Linked DNA regions of Mus musculus: all the other regions are linked to region 3. The links are chromatin contacts, called in public HiChIP or PLAC-seq and promoter capture Hi-C maps. All regions are on one chromosome and are shown on one strand. Each heading gives the region's core, a stretch centred on a gene start, on an enhancer-like site or on the middle of the called end of the contact. The rest is flanking DNA. Distances are from core to core; before and after follow the strand shown.

Region 1 (3,082 bases), core at 159-2,658, 1.4 Mb before region 3:
GGCTGCCAGCCCGTCAAGGTCCTGCAGCTATAATGTCAACAAAACAACCTTCCCTTTGGGGTAGAAGGCCTTGGGCAAGAGCACCCAAGCCAGAACAGAACAAGCAGCTGTTAAAGTCAGGGACACACTAAGATTTAATAACCGAGCTTTCTCCCGCTAGTTACCAGGAGGCACCCTCATCTGCAGATTGAGTCTAAGCCCTGAGCCCCCATAACGCATCATCTAATCAAGGACTTTGGGGGGGGGGGGAGGGAGTGTCTTGTACATCTGCGGTAGCCTTGTTTTTCGGAGTGAGTCTCCTGTCAAGAGGATTTTAACGTCCCTAAAAGCGTGGGGGCCCGCAAACTACTCTTCTTCTATACTTTCTGCTCCCTACCAATAAACACACAACTGAGAACCGAAGTTTTAATGTTGGGCTAGGTGCTTGGCTGAGCTCGAGGCCATCGGCTCCTAAAAGAGTAAATAAATCGCCATCAGTGGTTTCCCTTGGTTGGACCGAGCGCTCCACGTACGGGGACTTCAGAAGACTCCTGTCAGGTCTGAGAGAAAGGATGGGAGGGGACCAGTGACTTGATCAAGGCCATCTGGCCAGGGCAATGGCTTAGCTGGGGAGGACGCTGGTGCTGTCGAGTGTGCTCAAGCATGCGTGTGTGTGTGTGTGTGTGTGTGTGTGTGTGTGCGTGCTGCCCCTTGACCCCCGGCACGACATACCCGGACCCTCCCTTCTGGGCTGTCAGCCTTGGGACACTCGGAGTGACGGCCGCGGCGGGGCAGAGGCGGCCGCGGGGCTCCTCGGTGCTGGTGATCTGCGCAACGGCGGCAGGTCCCCTCGATGGTTCGCGCACCCCCTCGCCCGCCCATACCTTCTTGTGGTAGAGCCTGGCCGGAGCCGACAGCTCCCGGGCGGGCAGGCGCGGGCTCCGCAGCAGCAGCGCCGACGCCGCCCGCCTCAGACGGCCAGCTCCCGTGGCCGCCGCCATCCTGCCGGCTTGAGCTGCGTCGACCTCGGCGACGCCGGAGGGATGGCGCGCCCGTTCGACGTCACCGCAGCTCGGCGCTTGCGCTGGCGTCTCGGCCCGGCTACGCCCCCTCTGACCGCGCCCTCGGAAGGGGCGTGGCCAGGCGCAGAGCGGGAAGGTCCGAAGCGGCGTGCAAGGTTGTCTGGTGCTGCGATGGGCGTGGGGATGCTCGGTTTCAGGCGTGTTTATGATTCGATCATGCATACGTCCCTGGTAGACTTTTGTTCAGGCTGTGGAGTTCCTTTTCTTTCTTTCTCTCTCTCTTTCTTCCTTTTTTTTTTTTTTTTTTTTTTTTACTAATTCCGAGGTAGCCGTTTCACCCATGGAGCAAATGCATATTAAGTGTACTCTAGGTGTCACTAAAAAAAAAAAAAAAAAAAAAATCCTGGGAGCAAAACGGACGCGATTTCTGGCTCGTTAACCTTGTTGATGAAGGGGAAAGGCAGTGCAGAGGGAAACAGCAACGCTTTTCCGACCTCGAGAACGAGGGGTATAAGAGAAACGAACCCCATCCCTCGACACCTACGTTTGTTTTACCGCCATGCACATCATTCCGAATCAATACTTATTGTAATGTATTATCATTGACTATAAAAATCCACAAAAGCGACTCGTTTAACACAACTACGAGGTACTAGGTGTTACAAAGGGGAGGGAGCTTTATTCGAGAGATGAGACTTTTCCCATGAGATGGTGCATCCGATCGCGGAGGAACTGCAATCTTGTCCGCACTTGAGGGTCGGTTGCCGGGAAACAACCACGCACCGGAGCCGGCCGAGCCTTACAGAAGGTCTTTAGTCCAAAGCGACGACTTTGACCTTCCTAAGATGGCGCCTCGACCTTAACTACGGACATCACGCACGCACCACTTCAGCTGTGGCTGCCACTTCCGGCCCAAAGACCCGACAGCTGTCCACGGTTGTAGCCGGACGCAGGTTATGCTCGTGAGCCTTTTCTTCTGACGGTGGCGTCTGGAGGCGCTAAAGGATAGCATCAGCGGTGGATTCTCCACAGCTTCCTGCTCCCTGAGGCCGTCCGCGACGCTCCCGCTGGTGGCCGAGCGGAGTTTTGATCAGGCAGACGCCGCGGACAGCCCGATGCTCGCCGGGCTTCGGCGGGCGAGGGAAGACCCGAGAGTCGCGGGCTGCGCAAGATGGCGACGACGGCCGCATCTTCGGCGTCCGAGCCGGAGGTTGAGCCCCAGGCCGGGCCTGAGGCCGAGGGAGAAGAGGATGAGGCGAAGCCGGCCGGTGTGCAGCGGAAGGTGCTGTCCGGCGCTGTGGCCGCGGAGGCGGCGGAGGCCAAGGGCCCCGGATGGGACCTGCAGCGGGAAGGCGCGAGCGGGAGCGATGGGGATGAGGAGGACGCCATGGCTTCCTCCGCCGAGAGCTCCGCCGGGGAGGACGAGTGGGAGTACGACGAGGAGGAGGAGAAGAACCAGCTGGAGATCGAGCGGCTGGAGGAGCAGGTTGGCCGGCCTGGGTGGCGGCGGCGGGCTCCCTTCCTCCCTTCGGGTCCCCAGGCCCGGCCCGCCCCCTCGGTCCTCCGTGGTTATGGAGACCGCTGAGGTCGCCGGGACGCCGTGAGCCACCGTGAGTCCCCGCGTCCCCGGCTCAGTGCGCGCCCAGGGCGTCCCTAAAGTATTCCATTGAATAGTGTTTAATCCGGTTTCCCCGGGAAACTGAGGCTCGTTGAGGGGGCTCCTGCACAAGGTGCCACCGCACCTGAGAGTGTTTATCTTTTTAAGCTTTTACTCTCTCTTTTTTTTCTTCTTATTTTAAACTTGTGCTTGTATGCCTGCGTGGACACGGTTGTCTTTTAACCATGTGTGTTCCGGGGATTGAACTCTTGGTCATCAGGTGTGGCGGCGGAGCCATCTCTCCAGCCCCGGACTGTCACTCTTTTTTTTTTTTTTTTCCGAGACAGGGTTTCTCTGTGTAGCCCTGGAACTCACTTTGTAGACCAGGCTGGCCTCGAACTCAGAAATCCGCCTGCCTCTGCCGCCCAAGTGCTGGGATTAAAGGCGTGCGCCACCACGCCCGGCCGGACTGTCACTCTTAACC
Region 2 (3,216 bases), core at 405-2,904, 1.6 Mb before region 3:
GTGTGTGTGTGAGAGAGAGAGAGAGAGAGAGAGAAGCCAGAAACTGAGCTCTGCCTGGGAGGGGCTGCTATTGTAGTCACAGATAAAGAAACCTAGCTCCCGCTGGAGAGGTGTTCTGCAATCAAGAGCACTTCCTGCTTTTTCAGAGGACTCCTGGTTCCCGGAACCACAGTAGTCCTCTGACAGCCTGCGGACACTCCAGATTCAGGCTAGCTCAGTCTGGTCTGACCTATGAGGGCACTGCATGCAGGTGGTGTAATTACATACACAGAGGCATACACGTAAAATAAACACACCAATCTTTAAAAATTGAGCTTTGCAGAGAGTAAAAACTTGCTGAGCAAGCTGCTTCATTCTGGTAGACCTAGATTTACACAACACATAATTTACACACACACACACACACACACACACACACACACACACTTTGCCTAATTTTATTTTATTTACTTATTTAGAGACAGAGTTTCTTTACATATCCCTGGATGTCCTGGAACTCAGTATGTAGACCAGGCTGGCCTGGAACTACTGACGGAGATCCACCTGCCTCAGCCTCCTCAGTGTTGGGACTAAAGGCGTGTGCCTTCTGTTTTGAGGTGGCAGTTTATCTTAATTCCTGCAACAAGAATTCAGGGGTTCTACCACTGAATGCCGACCACAGATTCCTGGACATCTCTGAGGCTAAAACAAAGTGAAAATTCATCCCTCTGCGAATTGTAAAGATGCCTTGCTTTGGGAAATAAATGGCCCAACCCCTCAGCTGGCCCAGATCTCTGGACGCAGTTTCCTTAGATCTTGGTATTTCAAAGCTTGATATTTCTGAAGGGGCTTTGGCTAATAGTGGGATAACCTTACACTCAAGATTAGGAAACTGAAATCCAAAGAGGTGAGTGAAATGGTCCCTGGGTCACTTCATTTGAGAGTAACAGGGCTAGGACACATATCCACGTGCTCATATGGAGGGACTTTAGCCAGGGAGTCTTCATTGCTTCTCCTTAGCTCTCTCTCATAGGTGTGGTCCAGCCCAAGGGTTGCCACCCTGCCCTGGAGAGTAGTGGGAGAGAGCGTGGGTGAGAGGGTTGAACCAGCCCTGATGGAGGTGGGGCTAAGAACTTGGGGCGGGGCTTACGGTTTAAGTACGCTCAGGGCTGTGGGCGGGGCTTGAGGTACAGCAAATAGGATGATCATAGGTTCCCCGGGTCTTCAGGAAATCCGAGCGGGGATTTGCGGCGCTCAACTGGGGGAAGCTAGGTTTTGGGGGCGGGGGGAAACCAAGCCCTGCTCACGGACTCGGTGGGCAGTTAGATGCGCTCAAACGACCATCCTCATAGAGAGGCTCTGCAGGGCCGTGGGTGGAGCTTAAGAACGCCCGCTCTGGTTCTAAAGACCTGGGTGGGGCTGGAAGGAGCCCGTGGGCGTGGCCACCCGGCCATTCAAGTGCCCCGGAAAGCGGGCGTGGGCTCCGAGTCTCCTTGCACCTCCCCGCGCCACCACAGGGGGCGCTCTAAGGAGAGCCGGGCATCTAACCGGGACCTTCCGGAAGTGGGCGTGGTGAAGCGTGGTTCGGCGGCGCTGGTTGGGCGCGGCCCCGGCGCGGGGGCGGGGCCCGCGCGCGCGAAGGCCTGGGCAGCGGCGGCCGCGCCCCTCCCCCGCGCGGCGCTCAGTGCCAGGCGGGAGGCGGCAGCGGTTGGAGGCTTCGCGGGGCTTTGCAGCAGGGACTTCGGCGGCGCCTCAGGCACCCGGGCTCTGGTAAGCAGCGCGCGCTCAGGACGGGGCAGCTCCGGAGCGAGCCCGGGGCGGGCGGGCCGGCCTCCGGGACCCCGCGTGTGAAGCTCTCGGCTGACAGGAGCCGGCGGCGCCGAGTGGTGCGGGGCGCACGCGCATGCCCCGGGCGCTGCGGCTGGGGAATGGCCGTCTGCGGGCAGCCGTGGGCCCGGCAGCCGTGAGGCGGTGTCTGAGCGCTGCGAAGAGCCTGCGGCCGAGCGCTCACGTGGGGCTGGGTCCGCGGGGGACCCCCGGTGTGCGGGGCGCGCCCGGGCGGGGCTCCGCCTGGCTCGCAGTGCATGGCCTCCTGGACCCTGAAGACCTGGGGCGGGGGCGGGCTGCAGTGGCGTGGCCTGGAGGAGGAACCCTGTCCCGGGTGCGGAACCTAGTGACCCGCGGGGCAGGTGGGGCTCAGCCGCGCCGAGATGGCTAGGATGACATCAGAGGTGGAGGGTGGGGACGCCCAGCCCAGCTCTGCCGCCGGTCCCCCGGCGGGCGTACGCACAGCAGCCCTATCTATCTCCAGTGATGTGAATGAGCTGGGGGGAAGTAGCCGGCTGCAGGGCTTTCGGAGAAGAAAGGGGCTTCCTCCCGGAGGGAGGTGCCGGCCCCGACGTCCTTTTTTGGGAGTGTTCAAAGGGTTTTTTTTTGCAGGCTGGAAAAGGAAATGCAGGCTTTCTCTCCGTCGTGGTTTAGAATCACATCCTATATTTGGCCTTCATGTAGGCTGCCCTTGTTTTGTGGTGTCAGAACGGCTTGCTCTACACATTTCGGTCGTGGGATTCAGAGTGAGAAGCAAATTGCAAGTTGTTCGTCTCTCCCGGAATTGCTTCCTGTAAGCATTTGAAAGAGAATTGACCGCAGAGCGTGCTTATTCGCAGGGCCACAATATGTTTAGTTTTGGAAATGGTTGGCACGAAATAATTGTACTCCCATCCCGTGGCCTTCCCTACCGGGATTATATTCTAAAACAGTACTTGCGAGGCTCTTAGTCACCCTATATAATAAAGCGTCTTATTGTCCTTGTCTGGCAGCACCCTGACACCAGGGCCTGCTAGTAGAGGGAAGAACATGATGAAGTACAAGTAGTTGCTTCCTGCCTCCTTCTCGGGTGTGAAGGCAAATGGTAGTTCATATTCCTGTCTGTCCGCAGCTTCAGAGCAGCTGAACACAGTGCTTGGTTCTGGACATGTTAGAGAACACTGACCTAGGGAGACTTGGGGAGTGTGTGTCACACGCAGTGATGTTTGGATAGCCAGCCTGACATTAAACATCGAATCTAGGCGGCGGTTACATATTGTACTGGCTGGTTTTCTGTCTAGCTTGACACAAGCCAGAGTCATCAGAGAGGAGGAAGCCTCAGTTGAGAAAAAGTGAGACTGAGGTTATAGAAAAGCCTGTGGGGCCTTTTCTTAATTGGTGATTCATGGTGGGAGGGCTGAGCCCATTGTG
Region 3 (3,203 bases), core at 82-2,581:
AAAGAGTTCGGGTAGCAGATACTTCAAAGGCCTTTTTTTTTTTTTCAGCAGAAAATAGCTTTGCAGAAGGGAAACCAGACGACGAGTGTAGAAGGTACTGGGTGTAAGGGACCACACCAGTCAAATGGTCCCAAAATTAAGGAACTGGCACTCAGGAGCCTAATCAGAATGTGCGCAGCCCTTCAGAGTGCAAGAGAGAACTTTGACAGAGGGGAAGACAACTCAGTGTATCATGGAATACTCTGCCAGAAAAGAGTCTTGGCCTCACTCTGATTCTTCGCTCCTCCAAGAGAACTGTCCAGAAACAGGTGGTACAGGCATTAAAATTACTATCCACGAGGCTGAAATTTTCTGACAGTCTTATTTCACTGTGTGGATAACACTGGGAGGAAACACAAAAATAATTTAATCCTTTTCCTTGACAAGCCTTCCGTCATTTTCATCTATAGTCTTTGTTTTGTTTTGTTTATTTGTTTGTTTGTTTTTTCGAGACAGGGTTTCTCTGTATAGCCCTGGCTGTCCTGGAACTCACTCTGTAGACTCAGGCTGTCTCTGCCTCCCAAGTGCTGGGGTTAAAAGTGTGCGCCACCACCACCTGGCTTCATTAAGACTATAGTCTTAATCCCACTTTTCTGGTTAATTCCTTCAAGGACAGGATCTCTAAAGCTGGCCACAATCTGCCACCTGTGGAAATAGTACGTTGAAGTCTCTTAGGGAGGGAGCCAGGCATGGTAGTTTAGGCCTTTTATCCCAGCGCACTGGAAATAGACAGGCAGATTGCTGAGTTCCAGGCAAGCTATGGCTACAAAGCAGGACCCTCTCTTAAAAGCGAGTAAACTCTCTTAGGAAGAAGGAAGTGCCCGAGGGGCATCCCCCACGAACCCGAAAAGGCCTCTTAAATATCAGTCACCTCAACTACACACACCTCGTTCTGCAGCAAACACAGGGCGAGCACACTGTGCAGGGCATCTCTGTTCCTGGAACCACCCCTCCCATTCCCTGAGGCCTGCTCGGAGGACCTAACAGCGAGTTCTCAAAGGTCCCGATGAGGTCAGTGATTGTGTAAGGGACCTAAAGAGGCCATGACACCCTAAGAGTACAGGCAGGGGGACAGTGCGGGTGCGCGCGGGGACGGAGGGAAGTCCCTCGCTGGTCAGGAGCCCCGAACCCTGCGGCCCGATCGCGTGGATCAGGCTCGCCCGCCCGCCCGCCCACCGGGACCCCGGGCTCTGTCTGGCCGCCCGCGGGAAAACCCCCGATACCTGCGCCCGCCCGGCAGCCCCGCGATCACGCGCGGACCCACCTCCCGCCGGTGGGGGCTTGGCGATGACGTGAGGTGTGACGCAGCCTGTGACGTCGGCGGCACGGCGGCCGCTCTGGCGCACTCTGCTGACGTCAGAGCATGGCGGCGGCGGCTCTCGAGCCCTGGAGCGCGGTGGCTCCGCGGAGGAGGAAGCGCGCGGCGGGAAGGCGACCGCGGCCGGGCGAGGGGCCCCGGGCCGAGCCGGAGGCGGACGGCGAAGCGGTGCTACGCCGCCTGCGGGAGGCCGAGTGAGTGCAGCGCCGAGAGGCAACTCCAGCCTCAGTGTCCCTAACCTGGAAATGGGTGTGCCAACCCGCTGGGAAAGGCTGAGTTCTCCCTCCGGTGTCACTGTAGCAAGCTCTCAGTAAAGCTGCCATTCCCATTCGCTGCGGCTGCGGCAGTTTATCATCCTGTGTCCCTGTCTGCCACCTTTGAGATGGGGGTTTAAGCATTACGTAGGGATGCTCAGAGGATTGTGTGATGTGACTGTAGAGCACTCCCTGGCACCCAAGCTCGAGGTGGGGGAGGAGGGTGTCAGAAGGTGCTCAGAAGACCTCTGCTTTCACTGCATAGGTTAGGACAATCAAACTCAAATGTGAGGCTTGGTGGCAAGAACCTTTACCCTATAAATCATCAGCTCTGGATTTGGAGGCGGGATCTTGTACTATAGCTTAGGCTAGCCCAGCAGCCCTGAATTGGAGGATATCCCGTCTTTGCTGTGGGCCACACACCACATTGGTTATTATCCGTATTGTAAATCGAGGTTGCAGCAAACACAGATGTCAACATTTGCATCAATGGTTTACTGAGCAGCAGCTGTGTGCGCAGACTTTTGCAGCCTATGTATTTCACAGGCTCACTGGAATCCTGGGCACTCCGAGAGACATACAAAGATCATTGTTTCAGGCCCAGGCCTTGGTGACTTCAAACCCCATGCTTCCACCTAATCATTATCATGTACTCTATTATGTTACATCCATCTCCCCAGCACTTGGTCTGTACCTTCTTACAGGGCACATAGACGGTGCCCACCATACACAGGCTACACCGTGTTCTTGCCTTTTCTAGTTTTGGTCTTACAGGGCTAAGTTAGAAATGTTGGTAGCATTTTGTATGGGTCAGAAGGGCTGTGATGAGGGGGGCAAGTTACACTTAAAAAGCATTGGTGACCCAGAAGTTACCTCTGAACATAAATTACTGGCGGTGCAGCTGAGAGGACAGATAGAAGCAAGCAGTGCCTTAAAGTCTCGAGATTAGTGAGACATAGGTGTCTAGGACCTGAACTCTTCAAGGCGCACACCAGATAGTCATTGTTTCCTCAGCTGCTTCAGAATCTCCCAGAATGCCCTGCTTCTCCCAGCATCCTTCCAGGGGTGTGGTTATCACTCCTGAGCATAGAGAATCTGATTCAGGGCTACTTAGAATATTACAGAGTACTTTGATTTATCGGGCACTTCTTTCCTTAGAAGAATGTAGGTCGCCTGGGGGCAGTTTCTCTCCTCTTTGTCCCTAAACATTGCCTCTGGCATACTTAAATTCACTGTTGATTGTTCTGCCTTAGGCTGTGGAAACCAGCTGACCAGACCCTTGGACTTCCTCTTTGACCTTCTTTTTACCGTTATTTATAGTGGGGAAGCTATTGAGTTCCTGCTGAGTAGCTCATTCATTTCCCCCTGCTACTCTCCAGTCTTGAGAGGACACTCCCATCATAAAGGGAAAGTCTGAGGACTTTATTTATTGAACTGCATCTCTGCCATGCCAAAGTAGTAGAACACACCCAGACCATCCCTTGGCAAACCAGGGCCTCTTGATGGAGGTCCTTTTTATAAAAGGACTCAGCAATCTACATCCAGGCCATGGGAATGTCTTTCAGTAAGGGCTGGCTCTGTATCAGAGGGTC
Region 4 (2,941 bases), core at 347-2,846, 1.6 Mb after region 3:
TATTTATCTGTGAGCACAAAGACCTTCATGCCTCCCACATCTAGGGACCTGCATGGTTGCTTCCATGACACGCTCATATCAAAGGGAGAGGCCACACCTAGACAGCAGACACACACATCAAGGCTTTCTGTAGCAAGGTGAAGGAAGAGATACTGGGGTGGAAGGACTTTCCGTGGGGGCCCTTCCCCAGTACGTGCGGAACCAGGGTGGAGTGAACTATCTGGAAGTCTTCAGCACAGGCAGTTCCTTCTTCCTGTTAGCCCTTCTTCCCCAGGTCCCTTTGTGAGGCTTTGCCTCCCAACGCCCAGTGGGATCCCAATTGAATAGGGATCACAGCCAAGACCCATAAGGCTACTGATTCCTGGTTTTGTTTCTACTACTTTCTGTTACCAGACATCCCTGTGGTTTCCCTAACTGTAGACTCCAGAAGTGTCAATGCTGGCCCCTATTACTCTACCTATAGGAAGGAGCAGGTTCTGAGCTAGGTTGGCCACACTGTGGCACACTGCTGCCCCTGGGCCTTTGCACTGGTCCCTAGTCCCCTTGGATTATGTTTTTCCCCCTGCATACACATGAGGCTCCCTATCCCATTTCAAGCTGTGGTCACCTCAAGTCATGGTCCTCAGAAGTGTCCAGCCCAGTTCCCCAAGTCTCCGTGTGTGGCTTTAAACCTAATGAAGCCAAGAGTCTGAGCAGGGGAGTATCCCGGGTCAGCCAGATGGGTGTAGGAAGGACGAGCGGCTGCAAGGATGGAAGCAGGGATTGGCAAAACTCCTCATCTCTGGAAGAGTGACAAAGGTACATACATTCTCAAAGGTGAGAATGCTCAGGGTGAATCAGACAGCCTGAAAATGGGGGGAATGAAGTCACAGAGAAGGAACTGGGGCTTAGGTGCCCATGGCTGCATGTCCAGGTTTCATGTTGTTTGTGCATCACTCTTTGGCAAAATTAGAAAAATAAGAGTAACGTGTGAAGTCAGATGTGGTGACTCACATTTGTAATCCCAGCTCTTGGGAGGCTGAGGCTGGAGGGTTGCCAAAAGTTGGAGGACAGGAGCTGTGTATGGTGGTACACACCTTTAATCCCAGCATCTGGGAGGATATATACGAGAGAGATTTCCAGGCGGGTCAGGGCTACATAATGAGAAGGTTTTATGTCATTAAACACAACAGCGTCCGGAAATTGGAGCAGCTTCTGGAAATAACAAATGCTGGGAAACTTGATGGTCCACACACCACAAAGCCAGTGGTGTAACTGCGAGAGCATCTGTGACCTCCCAATGCCAGGGTTGGTGCCATGGGCCAGGCAAGGGCCTGCTCAGTAGCACTGAGTCGGTGCTGGGACTATCTATGCATCTGCAGTTATTACCTGCTGAGTGGCTCCCTGGTGCATTCCTAACCTGCACATTTTAATGAGGTTGTTTCACTTTTCAAGCCACGCCGACGTAGAGCCTTTCCCCTCTCTGGAAAACGGCATCTAGACTGGCTTGGATCCTGGTGGGAAGCCCCACCCACTGGGTCCACCCCGCTAGGCGCGTCCCAGAAAGACTTTTGTCCGCCTTCGGCCGCCTTCCAACGTTGCCCGCTTCCGCCTTCGTGCACGTGGTCAGCTTCGGGGGTTCCGCGGCGCCGTGAGTGGGTCCGGCGGGACTTTCCTCCCTCCTCGAGCGCGCCGGCTGCGCGATCTCTAAGGACGGGGTGGTGGTGTTGGATGGGGGTGGGCAGGGGCTGCGGGGGTCACAGGTCAGCCTAGGATCTGGGGCGCCGCAGGGTCAGAGCCAAGACATCTGGAAGACAGGGCAGGGATTTCGGGGCTGCAGAGTTCGGAGGGGATCGCTGAGGTCCGGGGTCGGTGCCCGCCACCCCGCAGCGCATGGGCTTCCCCCGCCTGTGGGCCGCACTGCTGAGAAACTGGGGACGGTGGACGGCGCGCCCAGGCCCGCGCGTGCCCGGGTAAAGACTTCCGCGACCTCTGTACTGAGACCTCTGTACTGAGAACCCAAGACTGTCCTGAGCTGTCTGCCTCTCCTTGCTTACCTGTGTCTTGTTTCCATCGCTGCCTTGTACTGCCCCGCCAGAGCACTGCCTCCCTGTGTGTCCAGTTCAAACTCCGCCCGAGTTGCCGCTGTTGTCCAACCTCAGTCACTCTTGTCATTGATGAACCAGGCTGGTTGGTTTGTCTTTGGGCAAGGTCTTTCAGAGACCGCTGAGGCAGGCAGAGCAGGGTTCTGTTTTTTTTTTTTTTTTTTTTAAACCGCTTTTACCACCTTGGTCACTCATGCCTGTTTTTCTCAGCCTGCCGCCTATGGCTGGAAACAAGGTGCCACCAGCGCTGGCCTCACACCAACCGGACAGGAAGGGCCGAGGTGGCTGGGTCTGGGAGGAGACGGAGCATCCTGCAAAGAGGGTCAAGGGCGGCGAGGATGAAGAGCCCCCACGCAAGCTGCCAAAGCGAAAAATTGTGCTGCTCATGGCCTACTCGGGCAAGGGCTACCACGGCATGCAGGTGAGGAGGGCTGCGGCTAGAAGCCCCTACCTGAGGCAGCCCTTGGTTCCCTGATGCTACTCAGAGCCAGGCCCATCCCAGGAAACAGTAAAAAAAAAAACAAAAACAAGCAAAACAAAAACCAAAAATCCACAGAATCCTCCGTAAGAGGTTTGGGTGGTTTTCTTCCACTATGGGAGCTGATTCACATGTGACCTTGGGAGCAGTGAGTCTTCATTGTTAGGGTGCTGCCTGCACAGTACCTGGGGAACTGTGTGACATGGGCAGATTTACTGAATGTGGGGACCAGATTGCTGCCAGGTGCTACCTGTTCAGCATCCTGAGGGGCCAGGGGCAAGCTAGGTTCTCTCTCTTATGAAAGCATCCTTCCCACCCCCAGTGTGGGTAGAATCTTGTTCATTCTTGTCACCTCTGCTGTTGACATTTCCTTTTAAAA

What was found. Promoter capture Hi-C pulls out the DNA fragments that hold promoters and counts their contacts. HiChIP or PLAC-seq counts read pairs in DNA pulled down with a chosen protein or histone mark.
Region 1: a contact with region 3 is called in an H3K27ac HiChIP or PLAC-seq map of T-cell acute lymphoblastic leukemia, with 5 times the contacts expected there. The contact joins the promoter of Sart3 here to the promoter of Hps4 in region 3. A contact is called at or near these places in 2 of 39 promoter capture datasets (the 3T3-L1 cell line and liver), 2 of 484 Hi-C or Micro-C datasets (the G1E-ER4 cell line and rod photoreceptor), 3 of 115 datasets of contacts at active chromatin or transcription factors (the SCID.adh cell line, T-cell acute lymphoblastic leukemia and large pre-B cells) and 1 of 9 other capture datasets (adipose tissue).
Region 2: a contact with region 3 is called in a promoter capture Hi-C map of pre-B cells, with 3 times the contacts expected there. The contact joins the promoter of Coro1c here to the promoter of Hps4 in region 3. A contact is called at or near these places in 2 of 39 promoter capture datasets (the 3T3-L1 cell line and pre-B cells).
Region 4: a promoter capture Hi-C map of pre-B cells shows a contact between it and region 3, with 3 times the contacts expected there. The contact joins the promoter of Pus1 here to the promoter of Hps4 in region 3. A contact is called at or near these places in 2 of 39 promoter capture datasets (liver and pre-B cells), 1 of 484 Hi-C or Micro-C datasets (CD4 T cells) and 2 of 9 other capture datasets (adipose tissue and liver).

The regions. Positions count from the first base shown.
Region 1 is chr5:113,770,726-113,773,807 of GRCm38.p6, reverse strand. It overlaps Sart3 (squamous cell carcinoma antigen recognized by T cells 3), which reads left to right and starts at 1,408. Exons shown (of 19, transcript NM_016926.2): 1 at 1,408-2,487. The coding sequence starts at 2,173. Iscu (iron-sulfur cluster assembly enzyme) reads right to left here and starts at 1,007. Exons shown (of 5, transcript NM_025526.5): 1 at 864-1,007. The coding sequence starts at 980.
Region 2 is chr5:113,907,144-113,910,359 of GRCm38.p6, reverse strand. It overlaps Coro1c (coronin, actin binding protein 1C), which reads left to right and starts at 1,654. Exons shown (of 11, transcript NM_011779.3): 1 at 1,654-1,749.
Region 3 is chr5:112,341,223-112,344,425 of GRCm38.p6, reverse strand. Hps4 (HPS4, biogenesis of lysosomal organelles complex 3 subunit 2) reads right to left here and starts at 1,331. Exons shown (of 14, transcript NM_001359853.1): 1 at 1,263-1,331; 2 at 1-382. It overlaps Srrd (SRR1 domain containing), which reads left to right and starts at 1,386. Exons shown (of 7, transcript NM_001359388.1): 1 at 1,386-1,551. The coding sequence starts at 1,403.
Region 4 is chr5:110,779,251-110,782,191 of GRCm38.p6, reverse strand. Pus1 (pseudouridine synthase 1) reads left to right here and starts at 1,596. Exons shown (of 6, transcript NM_019700.4): 1 at 1,596-1,952; 2 at 2,295-2,505. The coding sequence starts at 1,873. Gm26515 (a long non-coding RNA gene) reads right to left here and starts at 2,299. Exons shown (of 2, transcript XR_389515.4): 1 at 2,037-2,299; 2 at 1,128-1,686. Gm15559 (predicted gene 15559) reads right to left here. Exons shown (of 2, transcript NR_152254.1): 2 at 2,932-2,941.